2 separate regions of the Zea mays genome follow, and region 1 is linked to region 2. Evidence: chromatin contacts called from public Hi-C data. All regions are on one chromosome and are shown on one strand. Each heading gives the region's core, a stretch centred on a gene start, on an enhancer-like site or on the middle of the called end of the contact. The rest is flanking DNA. Distances are from core to core; before and after follow the strand shown. Region 1 has its middle 50 kb from the start of LOC103630482. Region 2 holds the start of LOC100384690.

Region 1 (3,912 bases), core at 612-3,111, 72 kb after region 2:
ACGGTCCGCGCGTGCGCAGGGGCGGCGGAAGATCGCCGGCGGCGCCTGGATCTCGCTCCCGGGAGGGACCCCGTCAGGGAGGAGAGATCCTAGGAGTTGTCTAGGCTCGGGCCGGCCGACCTAGACTCCTCTAATCGGCGTAGAGGCGAAGAGAGGCGAAGAATTTGGGGATCAAGAAGCTAAACTAGAACTAAACTAGAACTACTCCTAATTGTACTGGAAATAAATGCGAATAGAAGTTGTATTAATTCGATTGATTATTACAAATCGGCCGTATACCTCTCTATTTATAGAGGAGGGGGCTGGACCCTTTAAACAACTGGATTCCGAGCTAATCCCGCGAATCTAACTAACAAACATAGCACAAAACTCGGAACCCTAATTTGCTCTGCGCACGCGCGGACCGTCCGGCCCACAGGCGCGAACTGTCCGGACCGCGGACTGTCCGGCCTCAAGGCCGGACCGTCCGCGTGCTCATTTTGGTGCCAAACATTTAGCAATCGATAACATGTTGAAAAAAACAGAGAGATCAAAAACTTTGTGTGGTTTTGCTATCATCAAAGGATATAATTATCATTTGTGAATGAAGTAATCATTACTGCAGATTAAGAAACAAAGCCGAAGTTTATGATATGTAGCACCTCGCTCACCTAATATAGCATAGCTTTTTAAATTAAACACCTAGAATTAGGTTTGGAACTGACATCTTATTAGGCTACCTCCAACAGTTTTACTTATCTTATCTCTCATTTCACACAACGGGAGCGGCCGCCCCTTTGTAGGGATGGTAATGGGTAAACTATCCGCGGATAGTGTCTCTAGACATCCATATCCGCGACTTATATCTCATATCCAAACTCGTATCCGTTATCCGCTACGAATAAAAAAAACAGTATTCATATCCGTTACCCGCGGGTAACAGATATCTACGGATATATCCGTTTGCCCACTACACATACAACATATTTAAATCCAGCAAATTCAAATATGATAACATATTTGTCCAGCAAATTTAAATATGATAAAAACATACAACCATATAGAATTTGTCCAACAAATCAAATCTGATACATGTATTAAGGCATACAGCGAGCAATATAAAATTGTCTAGCAAAATCAAATCTAAATTGTTCAAATTGATAAAATTACAAACACACAAGCCACAAGAATCAACACCAAAGACCAGCTGGTTATTCAGAATTAGCAGCCAACACACAAGATTCTTCTTTCATGTCTTCTTCATTATCTTCAAGGCAAGACCAAAAACTATTGAATCTTCCATCACTAGCACCTAAAATAAAGTTGCATGCACATTAGTATCTATATACTTCAAATATAACATATTGGAAAAATGAAGAAAGGTTGACCCAACATGTCAGGTTACTTTAACGGATATTCGGGCATTCGGGTATGGATACTGATTTTTCGTACCCGTTTTAAAAATATCCACGGATATCAAATGCTACCCGTATCTGTATCCACGGGTACAGGCTCGTACCCAAAACCGAACCAAACGGTTTTTTTATACGCGGGTACGCGGATAAATCACATCCATTGCCATCCCTACCCCTTAGCCATAAAAAATGTCTGCTTATTTTTTACGGTAAGTCGATGCCGTCTGTAGTGTCATATAAACAATGTAATCACAAACAATGTTTTATACAGCCATATACAACATATGATACCATAGCGCATAGACCATGGTATTTGATGGAAAGCAAAATCTACGGTAGTTCTTTTTCTGAAATAGAAATCTACATGTGATAATCATGTGACGAAGCCGATGGATAGTGGCAGCAACGATAGATACCATACCACACGTGCAGCCTGCCAGCCTAGCTATCCCTACCCGGTGGTAGTGGCAGAAACGTTTGATCAGCTGATGTCATGGATGACTCACTCAAGGAATCCGCCGCTGGGCACTGCCGAGTGCTGACTCACTCGTCTGTACTTTTGTTCTGTGTCCCAGCCAAACAATAATAAAAGCATCTGCACTCATGTGATATATTTATATCGAAATCATATAGTTAGATCAAAGGCAAAAAAAATACTTAAATTGCGTAGATGTTGTGCAGAGATACACTAGAGGTAGCTCTCTGAAACAAGAGTAACCAATATTTGTGCGTGCTGTAAAAAAACAACAACATTTGTGCCCAGAATTGTTCAGCGTGTACAATTATACGCACATAAAATAGAATAAAAGGCCAACCTAGCCAATCAAAAAAGAAAAGAGGTGGTAGGTCAGAGGAAGCGAGAGAGGGCGCGAGTGTGCACTGGGCCTGTTGGGCAGGTCACGACTATGGGCCAGTAGCCTATCGGCTATCTGTCGCTCCAGCGGATCCTCCAAACGACAGACCAGGCCCAAGTCTAGGCAGCTCAGCAGCCTGCGCGGGCCGCATCCTCGAGCACCTTCACCGATTATGGGCTGGATCGACGAATCCCTCCACCTACCCGTACGTGACGAGCCAACGAGGCTCAGCTCGGCGATTCGACCGGGAAGCCTACGTCATCGAGCCTGTGCCGGCAGGCGGGCGGCACCGCCGCACTAGGAGCGCGCCATGGGCCGGCCGGTGCACATACCTTTCGCCCCAGGGGATGATGATTTCAATTCCCCCGCGCGCGGTCCCGGGCGCAATGAGTATGCATGGCACCGACGAACTCAGCTCGTACTACGTACTTCGCCGGCAAAGTAGCCACGCCGCGTTCACTCCTGGTCCTGGGCACGGACGACGACGACGAGCGGGGTTCAGGAAAAGCGCGCGCGGCAGTTGGGGCACTAGCGTGCGAGGCACGATACGAGCAGGCAACTTCACGCGGACGCTAGGCGCGCCTAGGCCCTCGCCTCGCTCGCCCCACAGGCAGGGTCTCGGGCCGACATGGATGTTGGAGACGAAGGGGAAATGCATGCTCAGCCTTCAGGCTCTGCTACTGGTACAGAATCTTCGATCTTCGCCGTCTGAGATGATGCGTGCATGACGTGGCTTGGGAGTTAGGAACGCGCGATCGTTTAGGTGTTCTTTGGTTAATAATTTTGAATACACTGATATCAATTTCTAGTATGGTATCTGATTACGATCAAACTTCAACTAACATGTTTTAACGTTATCGGTTACAAATATGTGAAGCAAACGACACCTTTAGACTATTTGGTTTGAGGCTCTTAGCGCCATCTCTAATGGCTCTCGTATATCTCAATCTCTTTTATTTTAAACTACACCCTGTAAACAATATTATCTAAAATACACAACAATATTTTGCATGACCAACTGTCTAAGCGTACCATAGTTCGTATTTGGTCTACTATTCCAATTAAGACACGTCATATTTTTCTTAGCACTTTGTTTCATACGGTGTAGCCTTATTGTTGACGCCTTTTTTGGAGCACCAAACACTCAACAAGAACCAGTGGCGGTGCTCTCTGGTCAGACGCGGATGGTTCGCGGCCAGGGGCCGGACGGTCCGCGACCTGGCGCAGGGGCTGGCGTTCCCTGCCTAACGGCCGGACGGTCCGCGCGTGCGCAGGGGGCGGCGAAGGTCGCCGGCGACGCCTGGATCTTGCTCCCGGGAGGGACCCCGTCGGGGAGGAGAGATCCTAGGTGGTGTCTAGGCTCGGGTAGACCGACCTAGACTCCTCTAATCGACGTAGAGTCGAAGAGAGACGGAGAATTTGGGGATTGGAAGGCTAAACTAGAACTAGACTAGAACTACTCCTAATGCATAAGGTAAAAACGAGTAATAGACTTGATTTGATCGATTGTTGGGGGTTCAATCGGCCGTAGCCCTTCATCTATATAAAGGGGAAGGTCTGGATCCGCTTCCAACTGATTTCCGAGTTAATCCCGTGGTTTTAGGTAACCAATCCTGCGAGAAACTAGTAACCCTAACTGATTCTGCGCACGCGCGGACCGTCCG
Region 2 (3,516 bases), core at 720-3,219:
TCAGCTGAATGCAATATTGCTGTGGCACTGACGATGACTTTAGAGCAACTCCAAAAGAATATGCAAAAAAATTCCCCAAAAACTGATTATGGAGGGCATACTAAAACTGATTACGGGTGGAATAAAATGTTTACTCCAGCAGTTTCCCCAAAATAAAAACTAAAACGAAACTGGACCAACTTTTAATGCATGTAGCTAGCCCACATGCATGTCGTTGGTTTTTTTAAATTTGCATGCCACTGCCCTGTGTTCTCTCACACCAGCAGGACACGTCCGCCACGCCACCAGCTAGCGTGCGCACGTACGCAGTCGATTGGGGGAACTTTTTTGTCGCGCATGTGGGTCGCGAAAAAATACGAGCAAGGAAGGGGATTCTGTTGGAGTATGGAAATCAGCGTTTCTTCTATAAAAATGGTTTATGGAAGCCTTTGCTTGTTTTCTTGGAGATGCTCTTAGCTTGTGTTGCTTGGTTGGAAAACTAAAGCTTGTGTTGCTTGGTTGGAAAACTAATACTACTTGATCGGGGTTCACCATATACTACAGGAGGCACTCAGACGATCTCATATATTAAGTAATTACAGAATGATAACATGCACTGGTTACTTTGCTGTTTGCTTCATTTCAGAGATGCAAATGAATCTCAAAATGCTAGCGTTTTTTTCCTCTTCCTTTGTGCCAACTTCTATCAAATTATATAAGTATATATGCTTCAACATTATTTTTTAATGGGACGGGAGTCAGTAAGTTAGGTACACGGTAAGTACTGTCTCCAGAAATCCAATCTTGACCTTGTTTATGTACTTTGGCAATGCGTAAAAAAAATTAAATGTTGTGTTGTCAGTAACCATGTATATTCTGACAAACAAAGAAAAAGTGGCGCAGCTACATATATTTGAGATCTAAGAGGGCACAAAAAAATAGTTGCGGAAATTAGAGAGTTGTTATATTTCAGGTGCCCACCTGAAATATAGTATGTTTTCAGACAACAACCTTCACTGTTAGTTCATGAGCATGTAAAGCTGAGCATCTTAATACAGGAAAAAAATAAGCAAAAAGATGGATACAGTATCTTTTGAAGAGAAGATAGAAATCAGGCATCTGACCATTAGTAAAAAAGTGGAAATTAATCGGTACAACCTAGATTTTCTACAAGTTTGCAGGCAAAACTGGGCAGCCACGTCATTGCAATTTGCAACAACCCAGGAAAAGCCTGTCACTTATTCATTTGTCAACCCATCCGGCATGTTCATTTGGCAAAAGGATCTACTATTCACTGAAAAAAAAACAATACTCCTGCTGTCGACACTCGACAGCTTGTGGTACTGGTATTACAAGTTTCTTTTATTGATTCACTTAAGACTCCTGTTCGAGTCATACTGCCTGCAATACAGAATTTGCGGCTGTTGAGTGCTGACATTTTATTGGGTTCTGACACAGATCTTGGTTGCATACTTTTGTATATTTATCTCAGATCTCATTTTACTTCAGATAAGAACAGAGCACATGCAGTATCAGCAATCCTATCAAACCTCTCGGAAAACGACAAAGATCACTGCTGCTCTGTGCCAAAGGACTACCAAGAAGACCGCATTTCTCAAAACAGTAAACAAAAAATGTTTTAGTTACGAAAAATGCTAGTAGTTCGATTCTTCGTATTTTAACTGATCACCAGGGCGACAATTGGTGCAGTTTTTACCGAAAAAATATTGAAATCCGAAGGTAATTTACAGTTTTTTTTGTTTTTCTTTTTGGTCGTAGCAGTATAGTCCTTCCCACAGAACTGAAGACTGGAGTGGCGATGGGGGAGCGGCACACGTACTGGGCGATCGTAGAAATGAAAGAGGGATGGGCTGAGGAACTGAGCGCGCTTCCGGAAGATCTCGGCGCGCGGCCCGTTGTACGGCGGCGGCGTGTAGTCGAAGGCCGGCATCTTGGGGAAGGCGCCATTCGCTGGCGCGGGCGCGGCGACGGCGGCCGCGGCGAGCGCGGCCTGGAGGAGCCTCCGGGAGGAGGCGAGGCGCTGCATGTGCTGCGCTGTGGTTTTCTCCCTGCGCGGTTGGTTGGTTGGGGGGGGGGGGGGGGGGGGGGGGGGGGGGGGGGTGGCGGCGGCGGCTACAGAAGCGGCGGGCGGGTGTGTGAGTCGCTGGTTGATGTTGGAGGAGGGCCATGGCGACGCCTATAAATAGATGGCTAGTTGGTGAGATGGTTTGCGCTGCGAGACTGCCAGGTGGGACATAGGAGGACGAAACGTATCGGACGGCGTACGCCCGGTACTGTTGGAATTGTGTATACGACCGTAGAAAATATTGTTTTATATTGTAAAGTAGATTTTGAAATATGGGATAAGATAGAAGATCAGAGATAACGTAAGTGCGGTACCGTTGAAATATCCAGCTTGTTCGCTGTGGCTTGCTGCGGCTGCAATCCGGCTGCGGCTGCGGCTTCTACAGTATTTTTCTCTCTATGGATTGCAGCTGCAGCAGTCCAAACAGCTGCAACAGTGTCGGCTTGTAGCCAGCCGAACACGCCCATCAATTGTAAAAGCTAACTTCAAGAGGTTAGCCAAAAATGTTAGCCAAATATACTAATTTAGTTATTTTCTAAAATAGATTTTACAAAAGAGTAGGTTAATTTCCAACAAACTCTGTAAAACCAACAAAACGAATAGCGAGTGAAGCCGTCTGTCCAAAAACAGAGAGGAGGTAAAGGAATAGAGAGCTATTAAATTTAAAAAGTCATTTGCATAGTCTATTGAACAAGTTTTTATTTAAATAATAGCCAAATTTATCTTCACAAAACGATATGGCTAGTTTCTAGGAGTGGCTCTAAGGTCTTGATTCTCACCTCCTAAGCTTTAGAAATTAAATTTTAGTATCTCTAATTTCTAAACTATTAAACAGAATGACTAATGGAAACCTAAACTTTAGTCTTTTAACCACTAAGAGAGTGAGTAAAGGTGTATGAGGGGGGTGTTTGCCATGGTTCTAGATCAAAACTCTGGAGTGCACATTCTATGGAGTTTTGAGAGCTGTACAAATCTCTAGAGTGTCGCTTTTGCTATGCTATAATCCTTAAAAAGCAACCTAAACATGGAGTTTGAAGGACCGCCACTGTCACTGGTTATAAGAAAGAAATCTAAATTCTGGAGCAGAGGTGCTCCACCTAAAGCTTTGGAGCCATGCAACGATATGGGGATATATCAAGTTGTAAGGTAAGTTATCTCCACCTAAGGATATCGCCGGAACCATGAACCAAGGAGAACGAAATAATGTACAATGATCCATGGTAAGCGTCCATGGGTGAATGATTAAAGTGACAATTGGTTAAGCCAAAAGTTCCAAATTGAGTCATTGTCCTTGATACCAATTGAAGAAACACTTGACACCTAAGAGTAGGGTGAATTAGGCAATCTAATTTCTCTTTTGCGAAAGGGCCTATATATGAGTTAGTTAGGTGGTCTGAGTATCGTTGCTTAGGTCCTGAGTTCAACTTCCAATGGGAGCAAATTTTAGGCTA

What was found. A called contact is a pair of places that touch in the nucleus more often than the background predicts.
Region 1: a Hi-C map of leaf shows a contact between it and region 2, with 7 times the contacts expected there. The contact joins the enhancer-like site here to the promoter of LOC100384690 in region 2. A contact is called at or near these places in 7 of 25 Hi-C or Micro-C datasets (bundle sheath, ear, endosperm and 3 more) and 1 of 3 datasets of contacts at active chromatin or transcription factors (seedling).

The regions. Positions count from the first base shown.
Region 1 is chr6:164,768,695-164,772,606 of Zm-B73-REFERENCE-NAM-5.0, forward strand. No RefSeq gene overlaps it. Among protein-coding and RNA genes, the nearest start is that of LOC103630482, 50 kb to the right of the region's middle. Within about 2 kb of position 1,862, at least 18 of the 20 cell types and tissues checked have an H3K27ac peak or open chromatin away from gene starts, as enhancers often do. A contact at or near this core is called in bundle sheath, ear, leaf and 3 more, where this site is marked.
Region 2 is chr6:164,696,159-164,699,674 of Zm-B73-REFERENCE-NAM-5.0, forward strand. It overlaps LOC100384690, which reads right to left and starts at 1,970. Exons shown (of 9, transcript NM_001177167.2): 1 at 1,820-1,970. The coding sequence starts at 1,930.